2 separate regions of the Xenopus laevis genome follow, and region 2 is linked to region 1. A link is a contact called in public Hi-C data. All regions are on one chromosome and are shown on one strand. The core of a region is the stretch at or near the end of the contact, and the rest is flanking DNA. Distances in the headings are between cores, read along the strand shown.

What was found. A called contact is a pair of places that touch in the nucleus more often than the background predicts.
Region 2: a contact with region 1 is called in a Hi-C map of the XL177 cell line, with 4 times the contacts expected there. The contact joins the enhancer-like site here to the promoter of bcl11a.L in region 1. A contact is called at or near these places in 3 of 4 Hi-C or Micro-C datasets (the XL177 cell line, the XTC cell line and animal cap).

Annotation. Positions count from the first base shown.
Region 1 is chr5L:33,001,335-33,005,249 of Xenopus_laevis_v10.1, forward strand. bcl11a.L (BCL11A, BAF complex component L homeolog) reads left to right here and starts at 2,288. Exons shown (of 4, transcript NM_001089877.1): 1 at 2,288-2,596. The coding sequence starts at 2,542.
Region 2 is chr5L:33,182,696-33,186,610 of Xenopus_laevis_v10.1, forward strand. No RefSeq gene overlaps it. Among protein-coding and RNA genes, the nearest start is that of bcl11a.L, 180 kb to the left of the region's middle. Within about 2 kb of position 1,651, at least 1 of the 7 cell types and tissues checked has an H3K27ac peak or open chromatin away from gene starts, as enhancers often do.

The DNA of each region.
Region 1 (3,915 bases), core at 1,038-3,537:
GTCTATCTATATATATATATATATATACACCTATATGCCCTTTTATTATATTGTGATAATAATTAATACAGAATTTGTGCACCCTTTGGGATTGGCAAAGGGTTTGTCAGAAAACACAAATGTGATTTACACTCAGTTTATGAAAGAAGCAAAGTGTGTATCCATTGCGTCTAGTGGCAGCCACGTTGATGCTGGGATTCTGGGAAAGGAACTGCATTATGGGTAAAGAAATAAAGACAAATTGCTTTGCATGTTTAAAAAAAAATTCTGGTGCGAAATCCACCGTCCACCCCTGCGGGTCTCTTCTCATTCACAACAGTACAAAGTGCTGCAAGTAAACCCACCTACCATTAGTGAAATTGCAGGTAAAGGGCCATTTTGATGGGGTTAATTGAAGACTAGTTCCTGTGACTCACATTAGTCAGTTGGAAATTACCCCCAGCAATAGACGGGGTTTTAGAGGCGCTTCTTTTCTACGAGTCACATTAGGAAAACTCCATGTGCCGCAGTCTTAGGGGAACATTACTGGAAGTCAAGTTACAAGTTCCCCTTTATTGGCCAGGTTTTATATTTCTAATTCCAAATATGCATTAATAATATCAGTGACACGTTAAAGCCCATCAAGACACAAAAAGCATTTAAGCAGAATGGACGGGAGGGGGGTAAAATAAATCAGGGGTGTGTAACCTGTAGCCCAACAACTATGGTGCTTTAACTACAGCTGCCAACAAATGCCCCTTTTTGCCCTGCCCTAAACCCAGCCAAGATGCCATCAGGGCAATTCAGTTGTTTTCCATAGACTTCAACAGACTTCCCTGCTGGCATCTAAGAGGTTAAATCGTGCACTTGAGTGAACTGCCATGCCCCTGCTGTCTCCTCATTGTGTGTCACTGGCCTGTGTGTGTGTCACTGGCCTGTGTGTGTGTATGTGTGTGTCACTGCTGGCTTGTGTATGTGTATGTGTATGTGTGTGTGTGTCACTGGCTTGTGTATCACTGGCCTGTGTGTCAGTGTCACTGACTTGTGTGTATGTGTCTCACTGGCTTGTGTATGTATATGTGTGTCACTGTGTGTGACTAGCCTGTGTGTATGTGTGTGACTGGCTTGTGTATGTGTGACTAGCCTGTGTGTATATGTGTGTCACTGGCTTGTGTATGTGTGTCACTGTGTGTGTCAGTGTGACTAGCCTATGTGTGTGTCACTGACTTGTGTATGAGTGTCACTGTGTGTATCAGTGTGAGTGTGAGTAGCCTGTGTATGTGTGTCACTGGCTTGTGTATGTGTGTCACTGTGTGTGTCAGTGTGACTAGCCTGTGTGTGTGACTGGCTTGTGTATGTGTGTCACTGTGTGTGTGTGTGACTGGCTTGTGTATGTGTGTCACTGTGTGTGTCCGTGTGACTAGCCTGTGTGTGTGTGTTGGTTACAGTGGGATCATGTTGATAGTGTAGCAGCAGCAGCAGCCCAGTGTATTGTATCCTCACCCACCCCCGGCCCTATCTATCGCGCAGCGCTGCACATTCCCGGAGACGCCTTCTAAACAAGTGCTTCTGCTAAATATTAATACCTGTCTTGTACCATCAGCGCCTTAGTCACTTCTTCCCGCAACAACTTCATAAACCACCCTCCCTGGTCTTGCGCTTTGCCTCGAACTTCCCTTCCCCACAGCCCTGGCGGCTCCTTCTTCACAGTTCCTTCTACTGGACCCATCAAGCACCATTCTCCTGACTGACCTCCCCAGCCCGTGTGTGTGTGTGTGTTTGTGGTGCCCCTCCGGACCATCTTATAACCCCGTGAGGTGATTCTTCTCCCGCGTTCTCTTTGCTTCTTGTACATTCACTCCCCCCCATGCTCTTTGGGATGGTCCGAGGCCCGTAGGAAACAGTGACTTTGTGAGTGTGTGACAGGGGGCTGTGATCTCTTAGCTCTGTGTTATCTCCACAGCGGGATCACATTCCAGCTCTCGCCTTATTTCTTTTCCCCCCTCTCCCTTTCAATCAGCAGCAGCAGCAGCAGCTTGTGTGTAGCCCTCCCCTCCCCCTTGTAACCGTGTGTGCCCTCATTGCCACCCCCCTCTCCTTCTCATCACTGGCCATTGGCTTTGCCCGGGTCTCATTTTCCTGTCCAGCCCCTTATGAATGTCCATTGGTTTTGCCTTCCCTCCTCCCCTTCTCTCCCACTGGCCCTGCCCATGTTTTCTATGTCTCTGTCCATCCAGCTCCTGACGTTCAAGTTTGCAGGGACGTCACGTCCGCACTTGAACTTGCAGCTCAGGGGGGCTTTTGCCATTTTTTTCATTTCTCTCCTTCTCTATCTCTCTCTCGCTCACTCTCCTTTTTTTCACCCCCCTCTAAAAAAAAAAAAAAAAAAATGTCATGACGGCTTGTCCCACAATTCATCTTCCCCGCACCATCTTTGTATTATTTCTAATTTATTTTGGATGTCAAAGGCATTTGATGAAGATATTTTCTCTGGAGTCTCCTTCTTTCTAACCCCGCTCTCCCGATGTGAACCGAGCTCTCACGAGCCACCCACCGACCAACATGTCTCGCCGCAAGCAAGGCAAGCCGCAGCACTTAAGCAAACGGGAATACTCACGTAAGTAGCTCGCCCGATCCCCACTCTTACCTGCTCACACACACACAGCTGCCCACAGCTTCACTGCAAAGGTGATAGCACCAGAAAACCACTCACAACAAACGAGGGCAGGGAAATCAAAGAATCTTCCTGACTTTCAGCCTCTCGTGTCTTCAGAAGTAGACTGCAAAATACTTTTTCTTTGCAGAAAAAGAAGGAAGATTCTGGCAGGGGGGATTAAAACCCCAAATCTTGCAGAGACACAGAGAGAGGGAGGTGAGAGTGGACATAGAGCAGGGATCATGCAGATAAAAGAAATAGTAAGGTCTTTCTACTTCTTCTTTTAATTGAACTTGAAAGCAATCACCCACAAGGTGTAAGGTTTAGGAAGAGATGGGTGCTTTTTTTTTTTTTTGGCTTGCTGCAGACATGAGGCATTGCATGCTGTCTAGGCTGCTCTATGAACTCCGTGCTGCAAGAGGGAATCTCCTCTGTGGCCGCTGTTGTTTTTCCCCTTCCAAAGAAATCTCATTCTTCTTTCAAAACTTTTTTTTCTTCTCCTTCTCCTCCTTCACCACCGGCAGAGGAAATCCCTTCCTTTTCCCCCTCTCTTTCTCTTTCACTCGCTCTCTCTCTTTCTCTCTCTCTCTCGCTTACTATTTTTTGGAAGATTTTCAAAAAAAAAAAAAAAAAAGTGGAAGTGGATTTTGATTGGGAAAAATCTCGTGTCTGAATGTTTACAAGCACCGCGTGTGCAGAGCCTCCTGCCAACAACTGAGGACAGGAAAAGCAAAATAATCTCCAGAAAGAAAAGAAACGCACACACACACTCGCATACACACACACACACACAAAAAAAGCAATGAAGAGGTAGCTCGGCCGTGAAAGAATTCAAATTGTCTGTCACTTTGTGACTCTGAAAAGGTTCTCGAAGCAAGCTGTCGTGTCGTTTGACTTTTGGTGCGGAGCACCTTTCGCCGCTTCGAGTAAAAAATAAATAAATAACGTGTGTGAACGTACAGGGCAGATTTCCTTGGTCAGATCTGAATAGGTTCCAGACTCATTTATGTCATCTATATATCCATATTGTCACGACATTAATGTATTGTGGTGAAAAATGTACTTCTTTACATCTTTTCTCGTTGTTGCTAATCATAGATTCCCCATGACACCTTTCTCTCATTCCATAAATCTATTCGACCCCTTCAGGTACCGGCCTGACCGGAGGTGAAAGTCATTTTACCTGTCGTTTTTTCGCATTTGGATCATTTTGTTGTGCTTCAGTTCAGATTCTGTTTCCTTTTGTCTGTTAACGCTTTTTATAAATGTAGATATTAGCA
Region 2 (3,915 bases), core at 401-2,900, 180 kb after region 1:
AAATTGTTCTGTTGTTTGGCTGCTGGGGGCGGGGTGATATCACTCCAACTTGCAGTACAGCAGTAAAGAGTGATTGAAGTTTATCAGAGCAGAAGTCACATGACTGGGGGCAGCAGGACAACTGACAATATGTCTAACCCCATGTCAGATTTCACAGTTAAATATAAAACAATCTGTTTGTGTTTTGGATTTCAGTGCAGAATTCGGCTGGCGCAGCACTATTAACTGATGCATTTTGAGAAAAACTATTTTTTATCCCTTTAAGATAAATGTGCCTGCTTGGCCATAAACATCACCAAGATGAATCTCTTTGCTTGCCTTTCTGCTATGGCTGACTTTATATCATGTGCCTGAGTTTAGATCAAGTGCCAGGTAGTGAGAGACTCAAGCTGCTTGATGGCATAGATAGAAGGTTCAAATGGAAGCCTATGGGAACACAGGGGCAAGAAACCATCCAGGGCATAGATATCAAAGCAGTGCAATATTGAAACGCAAAGGACAGTTTTACTATAAAACGATTTTACATAAAAAGTACATTGATCTGTTTAAAACCCTCTTCTTTAACACCACCATTGGCACATGTTATTATTGGTCACTTTTATTAGAGAAACGTGTTAGAAATCAGTGAAAGTGAATGTGAGTTTAGTGTTACAGCCACAGTCACAAGTCCCCAGTCATGGAGCAGCAAAGCCATAGTAAGAACAGTGGTTGGGAGTCATCTAACAGATATAATTACATGAATTGCTCTCTCTTTACTCTGACTGTTTTTCCTTTCAACAGCCCTGACCCTTCAAACAGAGCCAGGGAGCCCCATTACCGCCAAAAATGGCATTTGTAACACAAGACAGTCCAAGTTACCTTTTGTTTGTATACTCGGCTTCGTGCCAGAGCTGTGTAAATTTTCGTGAGCTTGGGCTATTTTGCCAGAAGTCTGCAATGTGTCTGGACATGAACGAACACCCTTTTGTGAGGCCAGCCCTGACCAACCAGGAAGCTCAAGGAGAAAAAAAAGAGAGAGAAAAAAAAAACAACTCATTGCAGAAATTCTACAATAACCTACTTGTTTTACCTTTCCTCATTGCCATATTTACATTTTGATTTTCCCATGTGCCAGGGAGAGTGTTGTGTTTTTAGGGTAAACTGGAATCTGGTGGTTAAGGAAAGGGGAAATTAAACACATCCATAAACTTTTTAAATCCCTCTCTAATTCTTTTTTTTTTTTTTTTTTTCATTGTGGAAAGCTACTCAGCATGCTTACAGAAACATTCCGCCTGCTCCCTTGTGAATATATACTGTGAAAACATACCATGGCTCATGTGTAAAGAGGAACCGTGTTCAAATAAAAGCACAGTGAAGCCCAACAACAAGGTGAACATCCACTCCACTTTCCTCACTTATGTATGTATGCATGTATGCAATTCTCTCCATAATTAGTTGGAAGAAATAATGCTATTTAAAATGATAATAAAAAAACAGCAGACGTAGTAATTAGCCTAGGGCTGAATCTGCAGCCCCGCAGTGTCTTTTAAACACAGGAGAAGTTGGGAGATTCCATTTAAAGTTTTTATCTAACAATGTCACAGAGGAGCCTCCATATGATTTATGGATTCAGAGAAACTTTCAGTGCACTGTCTGCCATAGTTTCATGCAACACACTTACCCCCTCCACACACACATACATTCATGAGCATACCTTATTTTCACCTACTGAGAACAGTGAAAGGAACAGATATTATTGACATCTGCTGGTAGAATGTGGTATTGCAGCAAATGTGCTTATCTAGAAATTTTAAAGGGGAAATAAATCCTCAACAAAACAAAATTTCAGTTGCTCAGATGTTCTCCTGAATATTTCGCCAATTCAACTTTTTCCCTTCTACAAATCTCTACCTTTTTTCACCCCTAAGGCGTTGCTCATTCATCAATGAGACATTTTTGACAATCTGACCTGCATAGAGAACTTGAACATTCTAGGATGTTCTAGACCATCATTAATGAGTTACATATCATCTATCAGTTGAATGCAAATACTTACATGATATCATGATCAAAGAATAACAGATAGACTCATACAGTATATTTCATTGTATGATTTACATTCAGTCCCTATTGCCCTCAGAAAAGCATTGGTTATTAGGGCTCTGGGCTCAAAATGTATTGAAAGTGAATTGAAGGAATGCCGGTCATTGCTGACTCCAGCACTGCTCCCAGTTATATCGAGTTGGGTAGTAACTGGTGTCTACTTTTTGTCAGTGGACCAGTGGGTTCCATGAATACTCAGGAATCATCAAAGAATCATCAAAGAAGGCTGGTGCAAGCCTGGACCACACCAAATAGAAGTCAGATGGTAAACATTTTACATTTTATTTTCCATAATTAAGAACCAAGGTCTGATGCGTATCGTGTTTACCAATGACACTTAGTCATAGGCTGAACATTGAGTATTACATACAGAGTATTTAAAGGAGAAAGATCCAATGGGAAATGAGCAGGTGGAGCTCTCAAATGTACCAATGAGAATTTGCCGAAGGTCTGGGGTGTACAGTGGTAAGCCTCGCTCTCTTAATGTACTCCATACACTGGTTCTCTATCTTCATTATTTCTGTAAATACTCACCCAACACTTCTACCAACCTGTAACAAGGTGGATGCATAAACTGCCATTGTGGTTTCCAAAATATTTTTTTGTTTTCAAATATGCTGATGTCAAAATCTATCAAGGAATCCTTGAATTTTTAGGCATAAGGTAAATTGCTCTGCAGAACCTGAACAAACAATGTATCTCCCAGGTAAAATATTAAAGCTAAAGCTGTTTAGTTGCCTCACTCAGAGCTCCAGACCATTAGCTCCATCGACCTTGTACAGGGACAAACTGATGGCCTGTCCAATGGCTGTGGGGGAGATATCTATTGGGCAGGTCTATTATGATTCCGTTTTTGATCCAGGTAACAAATGATCAGATCAATCTGATTTGGCTCAGCACATGGGTGGTCACATTGGGTGAACAAAAGGATCCCGACAACTATGGCCAGCTTTACTTGTGCCCAGGGAATTTGGATTATCTAATGTTCATTTTGAATGGCTTTGCCTTCTTAGGCAAAAGATTGCACACGCACACCTGGCCTCTCAGTTAACCACGTACAGTGCCTGGGGTATAGGAGGACGGCCCCTCCACACTTCAATGAATACAAGTAACTCCAGCGCACGTAACTGCTCAAGGGTGACCTGACGAAGTGGTACGCCCCCAAAACGTTGTATTTGTTGGATTGACATTAAAGACGGGAGGAATCCCTTGAGCAGCTACGTGTGCTCGAGTTACTTGTATTTATGGCTTTGACTTCTCTCCAAATGTCTTTTAAATGTAAAAATTCATAGAATGACACATTTCACTGAAAAGTCTGAATCATTGAAAATGAATTGCAATTTGTGATCCAAATGAATTTCTTGTATACCTGTACAGGTTCTAACTGCTCTTGTGTGCCCTCGAAGCAAAAATTAGGTGGCAGGTAAGATGATAGAAAACCCATCCAATTCCCTAACTATTAACTATGTGTGAGTGTGAATCTCCAAAACAGATATTGAAGAAGACATCATATTGATATTTAAGGTCAACTTTTCTTAATCTTTTATTTGCATTGTGGATCAATGCACAGATATGACAGCATGTATTTACTTTTATCTAAAGTTGCCTCTAGGGGTGTAATGATTTTCCTTGTTCTAACATCTATTCTTCTAGCCATGGCAGCCAGTATGGACAGTGGGTTCAGTCTAGGACTTATATCATCAACACAAAGCTTAATTAAATCAAAACTCATTTATCTAGAACCCTCCTTGTCATTATTCTCTGTATTCATTTGTTTTTCTAAGTGTTCACTTTACTTAATGTTATTGTTGCTAGATATTTTATAGACTGATC